Regions from separate parts of the Bicyclus anynana genome. Here region 2 is linked to region 1. A link is a contact called in public Hi-C data. All regions are on one chromosome and are shown on one strand. The core of a region is the stretch at or near the end of the contact, and the rest is flanking DNA. Distances in the headings are between cores, read along the strand shown. Region 1 overlaps LOC112046630 (katanin p60 ATPase-containing subunit A-like 1). Region 2 holds the start of LOC112046630 (katanin p60 ATPase-containing subunit A-like 1).

Region 1 (5,930 bases), core at 3,256-5,755:
GCAACTGGGTCGAAATATTGACATTAAAAATCTCGTCTTTTGTCGTAGTACTAGCTGACGCCGCGCGGTTTCACCCGCGTGATTTCCGTTCCCGTAGGAATACGGGGATAAAATATAGTCTTCCTGGATAAATGGGCTATCTAACACTGAAAGAATTTTTCAAATCGGACCAGTAGTTCCTGAGATTAGCGCGTTCAATCAAACAAACAAACAAACAAACTCTTCAGCTTTATAATATTAGTATAGATGTACCCGTTTAAATAATATTCGTAAGAAAAACTCAGTATCTTATATAGACCAGCCTCGTGTTCTAAACCACATTTTAATTTAACAAATATATATATGTCGTAGAAAACGTAGTCATTAATAAAAATATGGACAGAACCGCTAACCTTGGTCATCGGCTCTGCCAATTACAATAGGTATGCTATGCTTAACCTCACTTATCGCTTACACAATAAACTACTCTTGATTTAACTATTTTACCCTGGTAGTTGTGGTAGAGGAAGCACATCAAGCAAGTCCCAGGACTTGTGACCAAGGGCGTGGTTTAATAATGATTAAATTACTAGATAAATGATTAGATTACTAGATAATAAGTCGATTCGAAATACCTAAAGAGTAAACATGCTAATTATTAGGTTTGAGGTTATAGATTTTTTAGTGAGCCAAGCTTCCACGGCGACATATATAAATTTCCAGGTAGTAATGGTATTAGCGGCGACAAACTTCCCGTGGGACATAGACGAGGCGTTGCGGCGGCGGCTCGAGAAGCGGATATACATCCCGCTGCCCACGCAGGAGGGGCGCGAGGTGCTGCTGCAGATCAACCTGCGAGAAGTCAAGGTGGACCCCGAGGTGGACCTGCAGGCCATCGCCAAGAAACTCGACGGGTACTCGGGCGCTGATATCACTAACGTCTGCAGGTGAGATATTTTAATAACTATCGAACCTCCTTAATCCGACCCTATCGCAAAATCCGTTCTCAGTGGACCTCTACTAACTATAAACTACCTCCCTGAGTTAGCCCTTGACTACAATCTCACCTGATAGTAAGTGATGATGCAGTCTAAGATGGAAGCGGGCTAACTTGTTAGGAGGAGGATGAAAATCCACACCTCTTTCGGTTTCTACACGACATCGTACCGGAACGCTAAATCGCTTGGCCGTACGTCTTTGTCGGTAGGGGGTAACTAGCCACGGCCGAAGCCTCCCACCAGCCATATGTTACAGGACCTCCGTCTTGTAAATCCACCGCGCATACCACTGCGCCACGGAGGCCGTCAATCAAAAATTCTGTCTTAGCGGACGTCTACTAACTACAAACTATCTCCCTGCCAAAACATCAAGGTGCAGGCCTTTGTTAAGAAACTAGATGGGTACTCGGGTACTGATATTACTAATGTCTGCAGGTGAGATATTTAAACAACTTGCTTCGTCCGCCTATAGACCTTAATACGGTCCTGCCGCAATTTTTTTTATAATATGACCAATATTCCCATTCCCCTCCAACTAGTCGGAAAAGACTGTGCTAGGAGTGGGTACGACAATAGACCAACAGGGTGAGGATCGAACCACCACCCCTCGGTAATGAGTCCAACCGCTCTTACCGTTGAGCTATTGAGGCTTCCGATTCGATCCCGAGGTCACTGTTGGACTTTGTTAAGAAATTGCATGGGTTCTTGGACGCTAATATTGCTAATGTCTGGTGAGATATTTGAGACTTTGAGACTTGAAAGTCTCAAAGAATGACCCAGAATGGGTGTGTACAAGCAGCATGATGAAGCTGGTGAAACCCTTAAAGTTTTGAATTTTGTATTTGGAATGGCTACGACACTGTTCTGTTCCATGCAATCCATCTTCCTATTGTAATAGGCTCTAAAATAAGATGAGAACTTTAGTATCAGAGTAAAATTAATTAAAAATTTAACCATAATAACATCACTTCACAATATATTTAGCTACTCGTTACTACATCAAACTGACTTAATTATATTTCGTATACATAAAATACTTTAGCTTAAAGACTTGTAACAAGACAACAGTTGATACTCAAGTCACTCTCCCCGCCTATCCCAAGTAACCCGTAAAAATTACACAACAAGAGATGTGGACGGCTCGAACGCCACGAGCAAAGATTACAGTGTATTATTGGAAATAGATAGGCTACTCTAATTTTTTTCGGAACGCCTGTGATAGCGCCATCTAGTAACTAGCTACGGTATTTTTAGTATAGTATCCATTATGTTATAAAAAAGATAATGCATTTTTTTTTTATTTACGTTCTTCTAAGTTTCCATGGCATGGCCACGAGCACACTGAAGCCGTCCGTACCGCAAGTCGTTGCACGCGGAGATAACACTATTAGTCTATAATCTGTGTATGTTTCATTTACAGGGATGCCTCAATGATGTCCATGCGCCGCAAGATAGCCGGCCTCAAGCCGGAGCAAATCAAACAGCTGGCCAAGGAGGAGCTGGACCTGCCCGTCACCAAGCAGGACTTCATGCAGGCGCTGGAGAAGTGCAACAAGTCCGTGTCCAAGGGTGACATACAGAAGTATCTCTCGTGGATGACAGAGTTCGGCTCCTCTTGATTGATGTAGACTTTACAGTACTTACAAGGACTTATATGTATACAGGTGTTGAGGACTTTATCAATGTATATTGGACTAGGAGTTTGGGATAGCGAGTAATACCGCATTTTATGAAGGTCGAAAGTTTGTTTATGTGACGTCTCCGAAACAAGCCGAACGCACGCCTCTATTCAGAAATTCTGATTGTCCTTTAGTACAAAGACCTCCTCCAAGCTCTTCCACAATAGGCTACTCGCCTGCTGTACAAAACTAAGAAGATTTTTTGCACAGAGGCAGTTTAGATGCCTAGAAACTCTAATCACATTTTTATTTGTGAAAATAATCTCGTAATTGTAATATTTTTATAAAACAAAATTGTATTTTTATCACGTCACCGCAAACGCCAATCAAACTGTAACGTCATTCGCTACAAGGCATCGGTTTGTGATTGGCGCTTGCGGTGACGTGATATAATCATATCTCTGCAAACGCCAATCACGCTGTTATCTCTTTGAATGACGTCACTTGCTAATGTGTTGTGTTTCGGCGGCACACATTTTACGTAGATATTTTTCATTTATATTAAATTTTTTACTGTTTAAATATACTTCCATAATTCAGTTTAAACACTGTTTACAAAAGAGGCAAGTAGCCTATTCTCGATCCCTTGCAGATTTTGTCCAGTTGCCCCCTGCCACTGAAGACCGAAGCAGAGATTTCGCCCATCTCTGCTTTAGTCTTCCTCTACCTTTGCATATGACTTGTATACCATTAAATACCATTAAACGTCGAAAAGATTGCATCCGACTGTATCAAACATGGTAGCCGATTATTGAGTTAAGACTTTATTGACTTTGGAAGGTAGCAGGTTGCAAGGGTTCATGTTGCATGACCTGCTGACCCTCAATAGTCCAAATATAAAATTCTTAAATTCTTTTAAATAATTTCTTCAGCATAATATCAGTCGCTTAGCTTCGCGGCAACCTTTCGAGAAACACGATTAAAGATTAAACTTTAAGGATGTCAGCAAAGGGTTGTCGCGAAGCTAACCGACTGAGGACCATGATTCCTCATGATATCCAGAGAGACGATCTTGGCATTCAATGGATTCGCCGTGTGGCAGAGGGAAACACTGGGAGCAATGCACCGGACTTGTGACAGATGGGTGTAGGATTAAGGACATCATAATTGGCTAGTACGTAATATGACCATAGACTGATAAATTTTTAACCATCATAAAAAAGAGGAATGTCTGGCTATCGCAAGCTCTCGTTCTAAGGCCTGAGGGTGCGTCAACGATATCTCATGACGAGGAATAATAGCGGCCGAATCGAATATATCGCTTTCTCATTCATCCCGTCGCAACGAAAGAGAGAGGGATATCTTCAATTGGGTTGACGACTGTGTTGGAATACATTGATTTTGTGAGATATTCGGGAAAATAAGGTCAATATTATAATAGATAAAAAACAAAGAATGTCGGGATGTTTGTAAAATAAAGTTATAAAATTCCAAAATCAATCAAAAATCTTTTAACATAATTAGATGATACATACATGATTATTTCCTTTCATTGAGTGTGACATTTTTTGTTATCAGAAGTATACAAAGATGAACGCACAAATAACAATGATATTTGTAATTTTGTTTGTCCGCCCATACAAATCTAATGAACGTGACATCACTATTGGACCGTATTTAATATGAGGCGTATTTAAGCGATCCTAGGCAGCGCCGCAAAGATGTCCTTATATCTCCGAAAGTAGTTATCGCAGATATACAGTTATTCTATAAAGTTGCTTTAACTTTCGTCATCCCTGTTACGCCGCTATTGGTCGATCACGTTATCTCGTTACAAGATATGTCGTCGTCGCATGCAATGCCTACTGGTGGTTTGACAGACTGTGGTTAAAAGACACATTTTAATAGTTATCGCATCTCGACCAATGAACGTCCACTACTATTTTAATAGGTAATTAAGTATATTCAGTCAGAGGTAATCAGTAATTATACAAGTAATTAAATTAGTGAGATCTAAATTTATTTTCATGTTACCTATATTTAGACTTTGTTCTTGTGTGTGTCTATGAATTGACGCAATATGTCTTTCATTTGACGTTACGTTTTTTATTTCATAGACACTACACATGCAAGGTGCGTTAATGTTTTAAATTTGATTCGCCACTGACTACAATATACCGGATTTCAACATATTTTTTTAGAGTGAGGATCACCAAAGATTTTTTGGTGATCTTCACTTACTTGGATCGCTTGTGTCATGTCTTTACTCTGTGGAAAAATATTAAATATGACGGGAGACGTTTTTCCTTGGTATATTCCATTTTGTAGGTATTTTATATGAACAAAAATTTTCATTGTTAATTATTCAAAATAATTCAGTAAAAATACAATTATAGCCTGGTCGGAAAAATAAGAAACCTCGCCTCACCTCGAACTAATTTATTTCAAGCGCAGACGGTTAAAATATTTGTGGTGCCTTCAATCTGGTTTTATATTTCTCTACGCCTATCATGCGACCAACGACATATCTCCTGACTAGAAATAGACAAATTTTAACCAATATAGGCCCTACCGGAAATAACGCTATCATTCATTGCGATGAGACAATACAGACGGGACCAGGACAAGTCAGTATTCGTCGATATTTTGTCTGTTTCTCTTCACTTGGTCCCATGCTAGTCCTACTGGTGAGGCTATAAATGTATTATTTTTGTGTTCTGTTTTTGATTAATGCATGTTTTCTAAATCAAGCCCTCTCAGGTGCAAGAATATTGGAATATTATTTTGAGTAATTAAATAAATTATTTTTTTGTAAACATAGACTGTAAAACTCATGCTGCTGTGCCCTGACAAAACTAAATGTTTAAAAACATCCATTTTTAAGAGATCGAAGTTCTTTGTTTTCACAATAGAACTCTATTAATTGATGAATATTATTAAACTGCTTTGAGAAAAATTTAGTACGGCTGTGCCGCTTTTGTTTGGTCGACTTGCGTGGGCACTACCGTGCCACCAAATGCATGCATTTTTCAGTATTTTAAAGTATTAAAAAAAAAATTAAATGTCAGTATATGTAAACATATGCGAGAACCTCGTTTATGAGTTTTTTGCCACAAAACACTGTATGGTACGGCGGTGTGATGAAATTTTCAAGATTAAACTCAGTTATGAAGCCTTTAATTTTTTTTTACCAATATTTCGTCTACAATATATTTTAGTCTCTGAATGACATTCTACTGCCTTTAAAATCCATTTGTACAAGGACTGTTTCAGTATTAGAAAAGTATAAATCCTTAGCATATCCACAGTAAGCCATAATATATTATGTGTGTTT
Region 2 (5,730 bases), core at 2,692-5,191, 50 kb before region 1:
CATATACCATTTCAACGAATTACAATAAATTTGAAGATATTGTTTCCCGAACATGAAACAATACAGGCTAGATTAGATTGATAGGGCTTGTTTTCTGATAAGTTTTGTCACTTTCTGAATTCATGTCAAGTCATGAGGACAAAATTTGTGATTAAGCTATCCGAAACATACCAGAAGATAGTGACACAGGCCCTTAGTGTCTTATACTTATGTACTTCTTTTCTATTGTCACTATTTTGTGTGTCATTGATATAGTTCCCATAAGTTTGTGAGATTTATGTCTCATTAGCAAGAATTTAACTAATTAATTAAATATGTAAAGTAATGTGACTGATACATCAAATAATTTATCTCAAGTACTTTTAATATACAATTTGAAAATTCGCTGCCATGGACTTTTTGTGCATATCTAAACAATAACACTCTCTGTCATACCTTTGAGTTTGATTGTGAGAGTTATTGTAGAATATCCATTTTAAATAATCCTTACGGCGAGTTATGTGTATCTCACAATAAAAGCATAGTCCTTATTTAGGTGCAATGTTTAGTTTTTAGGTGCTATTTGGCGCTGTCCACGTTTGCTGTATATGATTTTAAAATGTTTTTTTTTTTATTTGGAGATAAATAATATATTATCAATTTGTGAAGTAACTATGTCAATGATTCAACTGTCTACTTATTTTTAAAATAATATATTATATGTTTAGATTGTATATAAGTAGCTTAAAATAGCGATTAATATGGAGCTTCAAAACATTTTGTTGTATTGTTATTCTTTTCCTAATACAGGTTTTTTTCTATATTTAATAATATTTGATACTCAAACATTATAGTCCTATCAGTAAATTATATGCGATCCATAAAAATATTTGTTAATTTATACTTTTTAATTACATATTTGGATTTGTTTCTTACTAAAACAAGTTTGTTATAAAAATATGTTTTAAAGGAAATGTTACGGCCATCTTTAACAAAGACTTGTTATAAGGTTATTAAAATTTAAAAGGATTAATTTAATTTATATATTGATAAGAGTACAAAATTCTTGATTCTTATTTGGATTTATTATTACATCGAAGCACCGCCATATACCTAGTCTAGGCTTTTGTGTCTGTATTGTACACAACATTTTGCCTTTTGGATGGATGGAATCTAGAAGGGTACCTATTGATTTTAATATTATTATTATTATAGCAGTAGCCTCAAGTTGCTATGTGTTGAAAACTATATGTATTTTGGTGTTAAAACTTACCAAAAATATTTTCTACAATAAATTGAAGTGTTTTTCGAAATTGCAAATATTAAAATCGTGCAATTAATTTTACTGGGAGAAATTGCCTTTAGTGTATTGTTTTTCGGAAATTCAATAATTGGTAAAATATAGGTGCTTTATGGTGGAATATTTTTCTTAAAGTTATCGTCTAATAATAATCATTTGGTGTACCAAGGTATGGTACTATCACACCATGCAAAGTAACAAACAAAAATCTGTATTATTTTATCATAATACTGAAATATAAAAACGGCTAACTCGTTTGATTAATTATTATTATTATTCTCGGAATATGTTGAATTATGTAAACCATAATTATTTTAACTTACTGTAATTTTTTGTTAAATACTTATGTTATTACTTTTTTTAGGATAGATATAAATAATAGGTATGTAGATATTGTAAAAGATATTATATCCTTTAGTTTATATAAAACCAAACCAGTGCTACTTTAAGGTCAATAGCGGTTGCATAAAATGAGATGGCGCTAAATTATTATTTGAAGTTTTTGTTTTATTTCATTTTCTGTTGGTACTTTCCAAAAGTTACCAAGATCTCAAAATATACATACAATAACAAGATTTGCTTATTTAAATATATTAGATATATCACAAATATTTCATAGTAACCGCCCAATTTTTACTGCGCCTATAAATAGCGTAGTATCCAGTCGTCAGTTTTAGTAATGTAAGTCTTATGAAGATGTAAAACCAAAGGAATAACATAAAAGAAATTAATTACTTTATCTTATTAGCTTGAAATGACATTGCGAACTACCCGCAAATATTCAAAAATTTTCAAAAAGTCAAAAAACCGTCACATGGCCTTGAGTTTTTAACCTACGGTGGCGCTGCGACATTGTAGGAGTCTGCATTAAAAATATAATCAGAAAAAAGAATTCTCGAGTTATATTTCAGTGTTTAGTTGAAATCCAATTTTCCATGTATTTTTATCATGTCCTTTCCATTGGACAATGTAGTAAAGCTAAGTAATTGTCGGGATGTAATTGTAGAAATAGCAATTATTTTTTAACATCGAATCTGGTTTTTTTTTTGTTATTTTTTTATATTTTGAATACCTACTCATCTATTTAGTTTGTAAGTACCTACTTATTTTAGTACTCATATAAATTATAGCTAAGCGGTGTGGAGTATATTTAAAGCTTTTATTTGTTTAAAATAAAGTTATACATCTGATTTATTGAATAAATCTCATGTATAGATACTACAAACAATAGTAGGTATAGGTAATAATGAACGTTGTGGTAGATTCCATAACCATTTATAGCGTACTTTATTTTTAGTAAACGGCAGTTTTTTCATGGCTTCCGAAATGTTATTGTAAATATCGACAAACTGTATAACTGAAGATTGTATTTATATTTCGTAATAATAATATGTATGGCTATCAATATATGTAAATGTTTACTGTTATTTTGTTTGTTTCATTTCTTTGTGATCCCGTTACAGTTACTCTGATAAAATCAATCGATCTCTACTGCTTCTGCTTCTCGACGAAATGCTTGATATATTTTATGATCGACGAGAACAAAGTTGTGGTACATAATTTTGTGGTAGAGGAAACACCTCGAACAAATTCCAGGACTTGTGACCTCGGGTGTAGCTTTAAGGGATCTCTTTAGAATACATTAACAATCCCCTCCCCTGCCGTACATAATTTTATAGAATTTATGATCAATAATTAGGGACACCACAAAACATTACACAAAATCACATACTCGACTAGCAGCGTGACGGCGTTTACGCCGCTGCCTAACAATTAACTGGACTCGAATCATCAAAAACCCTTTTATTTATTTATTTATACTAATCGCTGTCGTAACAACTTTATACAGATAAATATAGGTTTTCGTAGGCAAATACGGAGCCGTTATAGATTCGTATTGTCTGTCAGTCGGTCCGTCCGTATGTCCTGCTACTTTTTCCGAAACTGTAAGAGCTATACCTACTGTTGAAACTTGGTGAGTAGATGTATTCCGTGAACCGCATTAAGATTTTCATACAAAAATGGAAAATAAAATGATTACCCCCGTACTTAAAAAGTTTTTTTTCATTCAACCCATACGAGTGAGGTATCTATGGATAGGTCTTCAAAAATGATACTGAAGTTTCTAATATAATTTTTTCCAGGGATTTTTCGGTATAAAGGTAGACAAAAGTATGTAATATTTTGCTCAGTATATCTCTATCTTTTGCTATCTTTCAGTCCCATTAACCGAGCAAGTCCTATTAAAATCGGTTCAGTTGTTCCACACAGAACCGCCCGGCCCGGACAGAACACCATTAATTTTAAAAACGGTTGTTTGTGTTCTAAGTGCCGTGTAACCAACTTGAGAAAACACTTTGAGAAGACACACTTTTACTTTGAAATTACAGTGAAATCAGATATGTACCTACTTCAATTTTATTTTTATGTAATGATGGAACATCAAATCGAATAATTAAAAACTCGATATAAATACAACAGGTACAACACTATCTTTATTGTTTACCAGAGACTACAAACGCCGATGGTGTGCTGTTGGTACAATATTACGCCAACATTGGCGTATTGGCCAAGCTTTTGTGTCATCCATAGACAAAACACAAAGACAATGAGAAGAGACAACAAAAAAATGTAGCAACATTTTCATTGTCTTTGTTTTATGACAATTTGTGTTTGTGATGTGAAATGTGAACGGTCTTCGATCAAAATTTACAAAGTTTGGTTTGTTTTCCAACCGAGTGTGTGAAAATTTGTTAATAAAATTCTAGTCGTCATGAGATAATTTATTATATTATACACAAGACCAATAGTTTGATGTGATTAATAAATTTAATATGAAATCGGCGCGGGTTAGGTTCGTCAAAAATGAGAAGTGCTCCTTTGGTTGTCACGCGCTATTGTGATTTACTCCAAACAGAAGGAACTTGGAGGAGTGATTTTTGTTGAAAGAGTTGTTATATGTATGCAGCGGGAATGGCAATAATGGCAGTGTCTGTTGGGGAAATTTGCGAGAACACGAAACTTGCTCGGGAAATGGCACTGATGGGGAACTATGAATCCGCATTGGTGTACTACGAAGGGACAGTTCAGATGATCCACAGACTCCTCATCACCATAGCAGACCCCACGCGCAAGTCCAAGTGGCAACTGGTAAGTTATACTCGCTTATTAGTATTACTAAGTTTGAAAACCTTTAACCTTGTACTGTAGGCCCTCATTTCCTTATGTGATAAGTTAATTAATTTGTTTGGCATACCGTAGAAGGCCACACACGAAGTGCTGTAATTTAATTCATTGATGTCTTATTCAATTACATGTTTGCACATTTTTATGGTATTGTTTACATGTTTATTTTATTACACATTTATGTCACAACAAATAGTTCAAATTACTTAAAATGTTATTGTATTGCTTTAAAAATAAACATGTTGATTTAAATATGATTTTTTGATATTGACTTATATTTTGACTACTGAAAGAAGTACCGCTAAGAGATTTAGTGTACCTGTATGAAGTGGAAAAACTGAAAGGGGTGTGGATTTTATCCTACCCATAACAAGGTAGCCTGCTTAAATCTCAGATTACACCATCATTTAGCATCAGGTGAGATTGTAGCCAAGGACTAACTTAAAATATATATATCTGAATTATAAAATACACTCAATTATCATTTGTATTCATTACAAAATTTAAAAATAAAAGCCCACTTCAAGACAAAGCTTCTTTACAAAAAGGAGATGTGATATGGAGCTTGGATCCACCTACTCCAGTACAGGTTATTGGTCTGAGTGTTAAGTTATTTAATGACCACTATCATTTTCATCTTCAAAATCTGTGCAGTACATTTCAGAGATTTACACAAACAAAAAAATTCCTAAAATGTATTTGGAGTACAGTAATAGACTTGGATAAATATTTTTAAATAACAAAAACATTACTAATAAAATAACCATTAGATGCAAGCTGCTGCATAAAAAGATTAGTTACCTTAATATACATATAAATGCAAAAGGTCACAAAATCTTGAAACCTCTTGACATAGGTCAAATTTGGCAGGGAGGTAGTTAGTACTTTATAATATTGGTAGATAATCTAAAATCTTATTTATTATTATTGCAGTACATTAAAGAAAATAAAATATTAATAAATAACAATCAACAAGTTCTGATTGTATTTGAAAGCTTGTGTAAAACCGCATTGTGATACTTTGACCTTAATCTTTTTCTGTTGGTTAAAGTTCATTGTGTCTGCCATTGAAACAGCAATTGCTTCTAGTTAACTCGTCTGAGGTCAATGCTACTGTCCGCTACTCTGACTCAGTATAATCTGTACAAAGGAATATTTGTATAGATGTTATCGAATACATTTTCATAAAATAAGTTTGATAGCAAAAAATTTTATAGTTTACTTCATGACTGTGCTGTTTTTTCTTGTAAGTACTTTATTTGACT

What was found. Hi-C and Micro-C count contacts between places; a contact is called where the count stands out from the background.
Region 2: a Hi-C map of whole body shows a contact between it and region 1, with 2.5 times the contacts expected there. The contact joins the promoter of LOC112046630 here to the enhancer-like site in region 1. A contact is called at or near these places in 2 of 2 Hi-C or Micro-C datasets (whole body and whole larva).

The regions. Positions count from the first base shown.
Region 1 is chr22:5,808,201-5,814,130 of ilBicAnyn1.1, reverse strand. LOC112046630 (katanin p60 ATPase-containing subunit A-like 1) reads left to right here. Exons shown (of 10, transcript XM_024083333.2): 9 at 703-926; 10 at 2,398-3,128. The coding sequence ends at 2,596. Among protein-coding and RNA genes, the nearest start is that of LOC112046638, 7.3 kb to the right of the region's middle. Within about 2 kb of position 4,505, at least 1 of the 8 cell types and tissues checked has open chromatin away from gene starts, as enhancers often do.
Region 2 is chr22:5,857,882-5,863,611 of ilBicAnyn1.1, reverse strand. It overlaps LOC112046630 (katanin p60 ATPase-containing subunit A-like 1), which reads left to right and starts at 3,941. Exons shown (of 10, transcript XM_024083333.2): 1 at 3,941-4,429. The coding sequence starts at 4,238. LOC112046628 (trafficking protein particle complex subunit 10) reads left to right here. Exons shown (of 17, transcript XM_024083331.2): 17 at 1-2,706.